Regions from separate parts of the Macaca mulatta genome. Here region 2 is linked to region 1. Evidence: chromatin contacts called from public Hi-C data. All regions are on one chromosome and are shown on one strand. The core of a region is the stretch at or near the end of the contact, and the rest is flanking DNA. Distances in the headings are between cores, read along the strand shown. Region 1 holds the start of DONSON (DNA replication fork stabilization factor DONSON). Region 2 holds the start of SON (SON DNA and RNA binding protein).

What was found. Hi-C and Micro-C count contacts between places; a contact is called where the count stands out from the background.
Region 2: a contact with region 1 is called in a Hi-C map of fetal cortex germinal zone, with 2.0 times the contacts expected there. The contact joins the promoter of SON here to the promoter of DONSON in region 1. A contact is called at or near these places in 2 of 14 Hi-C or Micro-C datasets (fetal cortex germinal zone and fetal cortical plate).

The regions. Positions count from the first base shown.
Region 1 is chr3:13,794,643-13,801,326 of T2T-MMU8v2.0, reverse strand. DONSON (DNA replication fork stabilization factor DONSON) reads right to left here and starts at 4,290. Exons shown (of 11, transcript XM_015132987.3): 1 at 2,673-4,290; 2 at 1,903-1,983; 3 at 332-535. The coding sequence starts at 2,987. It overlaps CRYZL1 (crystallin zeta like 1), which reads right to left. Exons shown (of 13, transcript XM_077995803.1): 12 at 5,518-5,567; 13 at 3,712-4,290. The coding sequence ends at 4,276.
Region 2 is chr3:13,841,038-13,848,090 of T2T-MMU8v2.0, reverse strand. SON (SON DNA and RNA binding protein) reads left to right here and starts at 5,344. Exons shown (of 14, transcript XR_013414932.1): 1 at 5,344-5,475. It overlaps GART (phosphoribosylglycinamide formyltransferase, phosphoribosylglycinamide synthetase, phosphoribosylaminoimidazole synthetase), which reads right to left and starts at 5,837. Exons shown (of 22, transcript XM_015132982.3): 1 at 5,718-5,837; 2 at 1,490-1,675. The coding sequence starts at 1,634.

The DNA.
Region 1 (6,684 bases), core at 3,041-5,540:
CACTCAATTGCTTTTCACTTCTTTCTTTGTATTTTCTTTCTCAAAAAGCCTTAGAGAAAAATAATTTAACAATTCTTGCCTGCAACACTGATTAATTTGCAGTACAAGTCTCTAAATTTATGAGCAATTACTCAATCTGACTTAAAAAAAAAAAAAGGGTATGAAAGCACCATAAGCACCATTTGGGAAAGACAAAATTTCCTAAGTCTTTGTATCTTTAAATTTCCAAAGAAAAACTTAATGGAAGGTAGTATCTCTGCTATTTTGCAAAGGAGATCATTTCACACTTAATTTGTTACTTTAACACATAACTATTTTATTTCAGAGTTACCTGTATACTTTTAGGCAAAGTAACTTCTGTTGCCCTACAATGCTGGACAAGACCTTGAGCTTCTTCCTGTGCTTTCAAATGATCTGCCCAGGTAAAGGGTTGAGAAGAGGTGAAAAGGAGTCGGGTTTTAATACTCCAGTCCACAGGTAACTCAGTATTTTCTGAGGACGGAATATCAGACTCGGAGAACGATACATGTGAAGTCTTTAGAAAACAAAGAATGCAAAAAATTAGTCGAGTATTAAGAAAAACACCTTCAACCTAAAGATTTTATCAGCTAACATACTCATGATCACTGAAAAGTAAAAATCATATAAACTGTATAATAAATAACACGAAAAATATATTACATACTGTAAAAAAAAAAGTCTGAAAGGAGTCACACTAAACTTTTAACCGTGGTTATTTGTGGGAAGAGGGAATTTGTTGTTGTTGGGGGTAGGGGTTGTGGACGGGCAGATTTCACTTTTTAGTTTTTACTATTCTTCATGGTAGTATAGATGTCTGTATTGAAGTAGAAATATTCCAAGTCTTTAAACATTTTGGATCTTTTAAGCCTCTGAAACTCTGCATCCAGGGCTAACAAAGCCCATATTTAAGAAACATTTTCTGACTTCATGTATTTCCCCTCAATCTGTCTGCTGTCCTTTCATGTCAACATTCTCCACGATACAAGAATTTTTTTTTTTTTTTTTTTAATTGAGACAGAGTCTCCCTCTGTCGCCTAGGCTGGAGTGAAGTGGTGTGATCTCGGCTCAGTGCCAACCTCTACCGCCTGGGTTCAACCGACTATCATGCCTCGGCCTCCCCAGTAGCTGGGACTACAGGCATGCGCCACGACGCCTGGCTAGTTTTTTTGTATTTTCAGTCGAGGCGGGGTTTCGCCATGTTGGCCAGGCTGTTCTCAAACTCCTGACCTCAGGTGATCCGCCTGCCTCAGCCTCTCAAAGATTACAGGCATGAACCACCATGCCCGGCCAAGGATTCTTTTATATCACAATAAAATATCAGAGAAGGGGGAACTATCTTTGATAGACCATAAGAAGGTCACTTATTTACAAGAGAAACTGGGTCTTGGAGAACTCTTCTAGCCTGTTCCCATTAGGACAAACCGCATTTATCAAACTACACAGCACAACAGTAGCAGTTGGGGAATGGAAACGTGTGTATGTTAGCGCAGGTGAGCAACGAGGTTCAGTGCTATGCAACAACCTGTGGAGGTGGGCCAGGAGGGCTGGCTCTGAGTGATGAGCTGGAGAAGTCAACTGCCCAAAGAAGAGTATTAAAAACTGTTAGAGGGTAAAAGACAACCCCCATGTCTATTAGGCCTATTTTAGCACTGGCTATCTTTACAGTCATCATTACTGTATCAAACCAACTCCTTTACCTTGGCTGATGTCGTATCTTCACCCCTGGTATTTTCACCCCTGATCAAGCCTCTCTGTAAAACTACTTTCCAAGCAAAATGCTTCTGAGAAGTATAAATGTAGTTTTAAAAATTGGCTCAAATCCTAGCTAGGAAAAAAAAGTTTATACAAATACACATTCTAATGATATTTAAAAAGTATTACCTGGGGTAATTCAGTAACAGTTGTTCTTTCAGGGAACTTCTCTTCCCATAGCAAATCATTTTCTTGATTAGAATCTAAAAACTGAGGTTAAAAATATTGTCCTTTAAATTTTAAAGGATGCTGAAGTTTGCATTAAGTATGTACAGAGCCTCACCTGGCATACACGCTTCTCAATAAATCCAAGTGCACCCAAATTCAGACACACCCCATCCAATCTATGAGTTTCAACACTTCAGTTTTGTGCCTGAACTTTAGTATCAAAATTGAGGGGAACAAGGACCGGTGTTTCCAACAGAAAGATCCAAAAGGCTTTGGATAGGACAAATGCTAGGGAATTCTGACCCCACGAATCCTCAACATTCCCCCATCCCCACAATAATTTGGAGTGCGTGAGAGACGGGAGGCCCTGAATCACGGGGGAAGCAGGGTTTGTCACCTGCCCCATCGAACAGCATCCTTGCAAGATGGGGGTCTCAGGGTTTTTCGAGCTCTCTTCTAAGTCACCTTTAAGTCCTCCAAGGGGCCCCTCACTTTCCTCGGGAACGCGTCCCGTGAGTACAGCCCGCAGCGGGACAGCCGGAGGCGCGCTCTTCCCGCAAATCCGGCCTTGCCAGAGCCGCGGCTCCCAGCGCGGAGCACCCTAAAGCCACTGGCGGCCGAAGTCTTCGCGCCCATTTCCTTGCCTCCAACGCGAGGACTTTCCACCCCCGATTCACAGCTGGCTCAACCCATGACAGAGCCCCTTGGCGGCCAGGCTACAAGACACTCACCGGGCCCGGCGCCTCCGGCTGCTCGCGGGCCGGCCCGTCGGGGGGCTCCGCGGCGACCCGCGGTCGGTTGTCCAGGCGGGCGAAAGGGTTCCTCCGGGCAGGGGCCGGGCCGCCGCCACCGCCTCTGCCCCCCGCGGCAGGGAAAGGGCGAAGGTGCAGCCCCGCCGCCAGGGCGGCTCGGCGGGCCGCCGGCTCCGGCAGCTCACGGGGCGGGGAGGCGGCAGCTCCACGGCTCCGGGCCCTCTTCCGTCGGAGCCGCACTACCTCGGGCGGCTTTCGGAAGCTGGGTGAGTAGCAGGGAACCGATAGGGCCATGACGCGAGAAGGCTGAGGACTGCCGGCCGCTCCGCAGAGCCTTCCCGCGCTCGCCGGGCCCGCCCCCGACGTGGCGCCGCGCCTCGCTCCAGTCCCCGACGCGGCCCCGCCCCGCCCCGCCCCGCCCCGCCCCGCCCCCGCCGGTTCCTAGCGGAGCATGCGCAGCTGGCAGCCCGCGAGACCCAGCCCACGGCCGCGATCCCCGGAGGCCGTCAACTCCCACTGTCCTAGCGGTGACCCTGCCCTGGCGCTTCTGCCGGGTCCTCGACAGGAGTCCAATCGCCAGGTTCAGCGACGCTTCTGGAAAGCGTGCGATCCAGGGCGCTGATGTGCACTACCCTGTGGGGCACCGAAATAGCTGAACGCTATTTAAGCCCGCAGCAGGGATGTGATCAGCCCAGGGTTTGGCGCCTGGATGAAAAGGAAACAAACTTGAGCTGCGGCCATGGGCTGCTGCTTCCACAAACTTGAGAGAGGGCAGTGGCTGCTGCTCTCAATAGGCAAGGAGAGGGGACTAGGCCACCTTCCTCAACCCCCAAATAGAGAACTCAGATAAGACGTCAGCACGCTTCCTATGCCAGCGCAGCCTCCCGACAACCTCCCTTCCCCCTTCCCAGTGCCTGGTCATCTCAGCCTTCCAGGCAGCGGCCACTGGCAAGTTAATGAGATCCTCTTCTTTGATCCTGGGGAAAGCCGGAGTGAATGAATAGTTGAAAACACAAAATTTAAGTGCCTATGGGCTAGGTCCTTTAAGACTTCAAAATATACTCAAATGCTTAAATGATGACAGCAAAGACTTAAGGAAGGTGTTGAGAACGGAGTTGACAGAAAATTAATACGTTACTTTGATAGCTTAGCAAAGGCCTGCAACAGCTTTATCAATAGAGTAGTGTGGCTTTTGCTGAAAGCAGTTTTCTTCATGGAAGGAATTTTATAGCAGGGGCAAAATATATAGAAATAATGAAAAGGCCTTTAGAAAATTCCCTTAAGATGTTAATTATAGAATTATCTTGATCATTTGCACAAGAATTTTTCAAACACTTTTCAAATGTGTCAACTGAGCATCTTGTCTTAGCAGGGAAACGTGCTTAAAAATACAACTTGCTTTTCTCTTCCTTGGTTTTTCTCAACAATTTCCAAATAAAATTTTGGCTTCAAATACTGGAATACGTTCATCCGATTGAAGTCTGAGAAAGAAGAAAATTAAAATTGAACAACTTGCTTTTTTCTTCCTTGATGTTTCTGAACAGCTTCCATGGAAACTTTTGCCTCATACAGTGGAATGGGTTCATCCAACTGAGGTCTGAGAAGGAATGAAATTAGAAATGTCAGGTCAAGTTAAAGTAGAACAAATGGGGTGGTATATGACAAATCCTAGTGCTCAAATCTATTACTTTATTAATTTTTTGAGGCAGACTCTGGCTCTGTTGCCCAGGCTGGAGTGCAGTGGCACGATCTCAGCTCACTGCAACCTCTGCCTCCCAGGTTCAAGCGATTCTCATACTTCAGCCTCCTGAGTAGCTGGGATTACAGGTATGCACCATCAAGCCTGGCTAATTTTTGTATTTTTAGTAGAGATGGGTTTCACCATGTTGGCCAGGCTGGTCTTGAACTCCTGGCCTCAAGTGATCCGCCTACCTCAGCCTCCCAAAGTGCTGGGATTACAGGCATGAGCCACTGCACCCAGCCTCAAATCTATTACTTTAAGTAATTCAAACAAATTTGTCCATTAGTGTTTCCAATGTTAAAAGTGGTTAAGTTTTGAAGGAAAAAAAATTATCTTCTTTATTTACTACCTCTTTTTTTTTGAGACGGAGTTTCTCTCGTTGCCCAGGCTGGAGTGCAAAGGTGAGATCTTGGCTCACTGCAACCTCCACCTCCCAGGTTCAAGCAATTCTCCTGTCCCAGCCTCCCCAGTAGCTGGAATTATGGGTGCTTGCCACCAGGCTCAGCTAATTTTTGTATTTTTAGTAGAGACAGCGTTTTGCCATGTTGGCCAGGCTGGTCTCGAACTCCTGACCTCAGGTGATCCACCCGCTTCAGCCTCCCAAAGTGCTGAGATTACAGGGGTGAGCCACTGCGCCCGGCCTACTCCCTCTTTTATAAGTGATAAACATTCAACTTTAAACAAATATACCATGGTTTTCTCTCCTTCAAGCTATTGGTTATTTCAAGTTGCTTTGGGAGGGGTGATGAGGAAAAGCAAAGGGTGAGGTACACTATATAATGGAGTGAGGAAAACTCACAAGCCACTTCTATTTCTGGGAGTACCTACTGGTGTGCCACCAGATACACTTTGATAAATATTAAAGAGCAGCTATTTATCTAAATGAAATATAAGGTCAGTAAAAAAGTAATTACAGTTTCTGCCACTACTTTCAATGGCAAAAACCACAATTATGTTTGCACCAACCTAATAATAAAATATGGAGGCAACAGGCACATGGCGAGAGCTAAAACAAAAGTGGGACTGCCTGCCTTAGCTCCTTGAAAATAGAAAAACAACAATGATTTGGTTACTTTAGCGTACCTGAAAACACCAGTTGATAACTTCTCCATCACATCCTTTAAGATACGTAGCTGGAAGGATTGTTAAGGTGGCAATGTAAAGGAGAATTAAATAAAACCATTCAATAAACAGAGGATGCCAGGCAGATCACTTTCTCTTGTTTCAAGTTTTGTACTCTCAGAGATTCAACATGTTAAGTTAGAGAAATTCTGGAGGACGTCAAGTTTAGCTCCACAGCAGGGAAGTGATTTGAGAGTTGGTGGTGTAACAGAGCCTAAATTTCCAAGAACAAGTGACAAGAGCAGCAACTCAAGCCTGGTGCTTATCCTAAGTGCTCACCACTATTATCTCAATGGATGGGAATGAAATAGTGTCTAGTTTTCATTTCTATATTACATATGGCATTTTAAGTTAAAAACAATTTTAGCACTTACATATCTTAATTTAGATGTACATTTGTTGACCAGGCTGTTTGGTAATAGGCTCAAAATTTGTTTGCAGAAGCCAGTAAACTTTGTGTGTGTGTGATATACAGTCATTCCTCAGCATCCATGAAGGATTGGTTCCAGGACCCCCATGAAGACCAAAATCTCCAGATACTCAAGTCCTTTACAGAAAATAGCGCAGCAGGTTGGAAAACAAGGCTCTCTATAAAAAATTAAAAAATTAGCCAGGCATGGTGGCATGTGCCTGTTGCCCCAGCTACTGGGGAGGCTGAGGCAGGAGGATCCCTTGAGCACATGGGTTTGAGGTTACAGTGAGCTGGAATGAGCACTGCACTCCAGCCAGGGCAACAAGCAAGACCCTGTCTCAAAAAAAAAAAAAAAAAAAAAAAAAGGCATATTTGCGTATAACCGAGGCACAGCTGCATTATACATTAAGTCATCTCTATGTTACTTATAATACCTAATGCAATGTAAATACTATGTAGGTAGTGGTTATACTTTTTTTTTTTAATTGTTGTGTTATTACTTTTTCAGAGTTTTTTTTTTTTGAAACAGGGTCTCCCTCTGTGGCCCAGGCTAGAGGGCATGATCATGCTCACTGCAGCATTAACCTCTCAGGCTCTAGTGATCCTCAGCCTCCCAAGTAGCTAGGACCACAGCGATTCACTGCCACACCAGGTTAATTTATTTTATTTTATTTTTTTGTATAGACAGGGTCTCCCTATGTTGCCTGGACTGGTCT
Region 2 (7,053 bases), core at 4,095-6,594, 46 kb before region 1:
ATAAAAGATCAGGATGGAAGAGCAGGCAGAACACAGACTGCACGAAGGGCTTTGTAAGGCATGGAAAGGAGTTTGAGTTTTATTCTAAGTATTATTAGAGTACTGAGGAGTTTCTGAAGCCACTGACAAGCTTAATGTAGGATATGAACTGACCATTTTTTCATTTTTGTCAATTAAGAGATAAGGGTGGAGGCCGGGCACGGTGGCTCATGCCTGTAATCCCAGCACTTTGGGAGGCCGAGGCGGGCAGATCACCTGAGGTCAGGAGTTGGAGACCAGCCTGACGAACATAGTGAAACCCGGTCTCTACCAAAAATACAAAAAATTAGCCAGGTGTGGCAGCATGTGCCAGCTACTCGGGAGACTGAGGCAGAAGAATCGCTTGAACGCAGGAGCCAGAGGTTGCAGTGAGCTGAGATCATGCTGTACTACACGCCAGTATGGGTGACAGAGTGAGACTCTGTCTCAAAAAAAAAAAAAAAAAAAAAAAGAGAGAGAGAGAGAGAAGGGTTGAGATCTATCTATTAGAGTTACAACTGTTAAAAACTTTGTTTTTTGAGACACGGTCTCTCTTACTCTGTTGCCCTGGCTGTAGTGTAGTGGCAAGATCACAGCTCACTACAGTCTTGACCTCCTGGATGCAAGCAATCCTCCCACCTCAGCCTCCGAAGTAGCTGGCACTATAGATGGGCACCACCATGCCTGGCTAATTTTTGTATTTTTTTTGTAGAGATCGGGTCTCACTACATTGCCCAGGCTGGTCTCAAACTCCTGGGCTCAAGAAATCCTTCTACCTTGGCTTCCCAAAGCGCTGGGATTATAGGTGTGAGCCACTGCACGTGGCCAGAAAGTTGTATTTACTAGCAATACTAAACTTTTCATTTACAAAAATACACATCAAAAATGCCTTTAATCTGTATTAGGCACTTATTACTTTTCCAATGGATGTGTTTTATCAGGTTTACAACAGTTTAAGATAAGGAAATGCCATATTCTGAACAATAGGTTACCTTAAGTTTATAACATAGGACAAGCATTCAAATTACCAAATAAATTTTAAGGTCAAGGAAAGCACTCAACCCTGAAGAGCAATCTATATTTTATTTTATTTTATTTTTTGAGACAGAGTCTTGCTCTGTCGCCCAGGCTGGAGTGCAGTGGCGTGATCTCGGCTTACTGCAAGCTCCGCCCCATGGGTTCACACCATTCTCCTGCCTCAGCCTCCCGAGTAGCTGGGACTACAGGTGCCGCCACCATGCCCAGCTAATTTTTTGTACTTTTAGTAAAGACGGGGTTTCACCGTATTAGCCAGGATGGTCTGGATCTCCTGACCTCATGATCCACCAGTCTTGGCCTCCCAAAGTGCTGGGATTACAGGCATGGCCACTGTGCCTGGCCTATCTTTATTATCATAAAGCACAGATACGGTTGACAGCATACCATTAATAACAAATCATAACAATTACTCCCCACTTTAAAACATGATTACCGTTATTTGAAATCTTTTCAGAGCAGGCAGTGCCTGCGTTTCCTGGGGCAACCAACACTTGTTTGACATGATGAGACTGTGCAAGTTTCCAGGCCAGCGTATGTTCCCTTCCTCCACTGCCAATTATAAGTACTCGGGCTGCCATTGCTCTGTCTGTAAAGCAGAAATTCCAAAGGAAAATGAAACCTGCAGAAAGAAAACCACAATTGGTATCTTAGGATGCACATTTTAGAAACCCAGGGATGGGCATGGGGGCTCATGCCTGTAACCCCAGCACTTTGGGAGGCCGAGGCGGGTGGATCATTGAGGTCAGGAGTTTGAGACCAGCCTTGGCCAACATGGCAGAGCCTCATCTCTACTAAAATATAAAAATTAGCCAGGCATGGTGGCGGGTGCCTGTAAATCCCAGCTACTCAGGAGGCCAAGGCAGGAGAATTGCTTGAACCTAGGAGGCAGAAATCGCAGTGAACCAGGATCACGCCACTACACTCCAGCCTGGGCAACGTAGCAAGACTCCATCTCAACAAAAAAAAAAAAAAAAAAAAAAAAAAAGAAATCCAGATTTGTAAATATAATTTAAGTAATCATTTGTACTCATACAAATTACATTTTCATCCAATGATTCATTTTTGAAAAACTGGGATTGATAATTTGAGAAATATGACTGTGGTCACAAGGGTAAGGGAGGTATTTCAAAAAGAAGGCAGGCTGGCCTAGAGAGCTAGGTTAAGGAGTCAAATGATGACTCTCAGCTCCTTATGTGATAATCTCCCTTCTCTGGGCTTCACTTCAAAAAGATTTAATAATCATCATGCCTTACTTATGAAATGAATCTTCATGTTTTAGACTCAAAATGTATTACAAAATATCAATTTTTAAACCTTGAAATCTTAACGATAATCAGATTATCATAAATTGAAGGATATACTGAAAACGGGTAAGCAACTTTACACAAAAAGGGCCACATGGTTCTGTCAAACTACCCGACTCAGCCACCTTAGCAGGAAAGCAACCAAATATAATACATAAATGAATCAATGTACCAATGTCCAGGAAAACTTAATTGACCCATAAACAGGCAGTGGGTCAGAGGTCACTGTTGCCTATCAGTACTTTAAGTAGTAGGAAACCATCAAAGGTTTGTAACAAATAAGCATGACTCGCTTTCAATACAACTTTATGTACGGATACTATAATTTGAATTTCATAAAATTTTCACATGTCACAAAAACCTCATTTCCTGTTCTTTTTCTCAATCATTCATATCTGGTGAGCTGTACAAAAGCAGGCAGCAGCAGGATTTGGTATGTGGGCCATAGTTTGCTGATTCCTAATTCAAATAGTGCAATATGCTAGAAAATTGAGAGAGAAGGCAAAAATCAAATTACAACTCATTTCGCTTTAGTTCTGGCACCTGAGACTTAGAAGGATGGATACAACAGCAGTGTAACCTAGGAGATTAACTGAAATGGTATTTATAAATAAGCACAATCTAGCACTCAGCAGTAGTAAATGTTAACTTGTTACATTTACTTACCACAAGGCAAACTGGTAACAGAAAAAGAAAATTGAAAACTTCTTTTGATGATGTTGGGATTACATATATTAAGAAAAATGTAAGCTGACAATATATACAACTAACATTTTTTGAGCACTTACCTTGGGCAGGGTAAAATGCTTGTCATGAAAGAATCCTATGAAGGATATACTATGACTATCACCAATTTGCAGGTAAGACAAGGAGGCCCAGATAGGTAAATAACTTGCTGGAGGTCACACAGGTAAGAGGGGGTAGAGCCTAACAGAAACAATTTTGCTTTAGATTCTCTCAAGTGAAACGATGATCATTAAAAATTTGAGAAAGGAAAAAAAACCCTGTTAAATTACAGTCTCGGAAGGAAAAGCTATTTTAGTGTAATGGGAAAACACATTTTACTTGCCATGCGTATCTGAAATAAACAGTTTTTTGGTTTTTTTTTTTAGACAGAGTCTCGCTCTGTCGACCAGGCTGCCGGGCAGTGGCGTGATCTCGGCTCACTGCAACCTCAGCCTCCCGAGTTCAAGCGATTCTCCTGCCTCATAGCCTCCCAAGTAGCTGAGATTACAGGAGTGCGCCGCCACGCCTGGCCAATTTTTGTATTTTTAGTAGCGACGGGGTTTCACTATGTTGGCCAGGCTGGTCTCAAACTCCTAACCTCCAGTGGTCAATCCATCTTGGCCTCTCAAAGTGCTGGGATTATATCACGTATGGCCAGAAACAAACAGATGTTTAAATCTAGAGCAAATGTTACATCTTTAGTTTGAATATACTAGTAGAGTGGGAAAATTCTCCTGTTTAGTGAAAACAGCGTTACGACCCAGTAGTGAGGACGCCTGGGCTCCAGAGTCACACACAGCGCCTTGGCCTGGGTAGAGACCCTGCCCCACACTAGCAGGGAGACTCTGGGGGACTTCACTAACCTTGGGCCTCATTCATCAGAATGGGTAACATAAGGAGAATAAGACAGGCAAATAAAGCCACATCGGAGGATACGGAGAATAAAGCAGAAACCAATTACAAAATTAACCAAGTAATCTGTTAGAGACAACGGGTGCATAAAGAGAAAATCTGACAAAGTACACCAATTTAGGGTTATGTTCTAAAAACGCATAAAGACACAAAAAGGCCTTGACATCTTAGAAAACAGGAAGAGTAAAAGAGCAAACAGAAACTTCGCCTAACAGTAACAAGTGAAAAGCACATGGTCAACCCCCACCCACCGCATTTACAAACACCACGAAAATTTCTACAAACCAGTTTCTACGGTTTCACTCAGTTCCCGATCTTAAATCCCCAAACCAAAGCCTAAGCGCGCTCTGTGTAAAAGCTGAGGGGGCTTTACGCACCAACACCAGGCTGCCACCTGGCTCCCGCGCACCCGCTCGCCGGAAGTGGGCCCACTGGGACCGGCGCGGGACCAGCGCGGGACCAGCTCGGCACCGCCCCTCACCGCCCCGCCCCGCGGCGGCTTCCCTGCCCCATTGGTCCGCGCGGCCCTAGGTCTCCGCGGCGAGAATCTAGTGATTCCCTCCCGCCCTGGGCGCGGCCTGACTGCTCCCCAGCCAAGACACCCAAGCTCTAGCACGTTCATAATGTGACAGTGGTATGGGGTGCCACGCAGTGTTTCCAGGAGCTCCGAGGGGGAGCGCCAAAATGCTAAACCCATTCTTAGCCAATTGTGCACCGCTCACGAGTCAGAGCTGACCAGCTACCGCGGAAAAATCTCGTGACACGCCTGACTCCTGATGAGAGTAAAATAAACCAGGCTTTGAATGCCGGTCACTTAGGACATCCGGCCTAAAATAAGGCTGGTTATACGACGCACTGGGGGAGACACAGGGCTACAGCGAGTTCTTCCTTCGCATCCCAGCGGGGGCGGGGGCTGAAAGATTTTCTCCCGGATGCATATCCCTGTCGAAACTGAACTTGGCGCCACCTGCGAGCGCCTGGAAGCCCTATGTTAAACACTGGGTTGCCCTTCTTGCTCCTCTTCCTCCTGGCCTTTAATCTCAGGCGCTTAGCAAGCCTCCTAAGGCTTCCAAACACTGCTGGGTACTGACAACTTAGGCGGACACAGTCGCCTCAAGAGAGACGACTCCTGTAATGGCGCCTGCGTCAGACACTAACATGGCGGACATAGTCGTGCGCGGCGCAAACGTCAGCACCTCTACCCCAGCCGCTCAGAAACAGCGGAGGAGAGCAGGGCCGTGCTCACTGATTGGTCCCTCGGTGGAGCGGGCCGGACCGGGCGTTCCCTTTGGAGCCAATCAGAAAGGCGAGAGACCGAATTGGCCGCTGCGCCTCCTCCCGAGGCATGCTGGGAGCCTGGAGGACTAGCGAGGAGGAGTTGAGAGAACGGAGCGGACGCCATGGCGACCAACATCGAGCAGATTTTTAGGTCTTTCGTGGTCAGCAAATTCCGGGAAATTCAACAGGAGCTTTCCAGGTAAACGCCTCCCAGATTCTTCTGCTCCCAGCGGACCGTTAGGGCCTCACCAAGCCTTCTTTGGCATCTTTCTTCGGAGACGCCGTCGTTCCTCGGCTCAGGCCCCGCCTGGGCCTGGGATCCATTTTCCGGGCCCCCCCCAACCGCCCCCCCAGCCGCTCCCTTCCTTTCCCCTCGAGGAACTTCGCCTTTTCCGAGGTAACCCCAGACTCCCTGTTTTAGAACCGAGTTAAGATGCTCACCCTTCTCCCCTGTTTGGTTCCCCCCTGCCGTTTAGCTACTCGTAGGCCCGGTTGTCCGCCAGGGACAGGCCTAGTTCCTTCCTCAGCTCCTCCTCCGCCGCCGCGTGTCCCCTCCCCCTCTCCGCCTCCGCGGATTTTGCCGGCCGGTGCCTATGACCGGAAAGGGTCTCTAACGGCCGTTTCTTGAGTAATCTTAAATCCTCTTTATTATTGCGAGCTTCAGAGCGCTTGGGGGTCTGGATCTATTAATAAGATTATTCGGAGCCTAGTGTCCTGTAGTGTCTCTCAGCCGTTCTAATAGTTAAATGTTTCAATTAAAACTAACTCAAACTAATATTTGCTACTTTGTTAAAATACTCGAGATGACGTTGGAAGGGGACTTTGAAATGGTAGTGATTAATTACAGCAAGTGAAAGTGGACTTTGTGTGTAGGTCTGTTATTTTCTTGCTACCCCTGCCCCAGTTGACACGCTATTTTTGTCGTTGCTGGTAGACTTTACATAATTTGCGCTTGGCTTCACAAAATTTGAAGGCGAAGAGGTTGTTAAAGAAATGGTTGTTTAGTCAGGAAAATAGTGTATCATGTTCAGCGGTTGTCTTTCGGTATTAGCTTTGTGTAAGATACTCAGTTCTTTAAAGTACAGAGGTAGGAAAGAGATCTTGAAACGTAAATGTTCCGAGTTCGAATGTTTTTAATTGTATTTTAAAAGTTGAGTGCAAGAGCAGTACGTGAATTTGAAAATGGGCCGAAAACCAGTTGTAAGTGCCCAAAGTAATACAGGATTATTAGGGCAATGATGTATTATTGCTAGAATCATCACTTTTGCAGAATGTTTTGCTTTTTAAGTGGAAATAGATCCACTCACATTGCTTTTTAAATATCTGTGATATTGCTAGTAGTGTTTTAGGATGAGAAGAGACCCGAGCTTAGAGAATATAATTTTCCTGACAAATCTTGCTGGATGCTTTAAGTAGTTGTTTGCTTAGTTTAACAAGCTGTGTTTTTGTAGCTTTTAAAAGCTAGTCTTTCCTTTAGAAAATGAGTGTTTTATTATAGAGAATTTAGAAGAAATGAAAAAGAAAAGAAAAAACTCACATTATTGATATTCTTATGTCATTTCCCCCCCCCATGTATTGTGTGATATGTGATCATCTTGTATTGATCATTTTTCCAGCTAATACGTTGTTAACAAGTTTGTCCCTCCCATTCTGTCTTTTGGACTTATTCATGGCTGCATAGAATCCTGTTGTAGGAATATATTGTTGCATATTTAGGTGGTTTGAAATTTTCATTGCTTTTCAGTAAATGCAGTTAACAGTTGGTAGCTTTAAGATG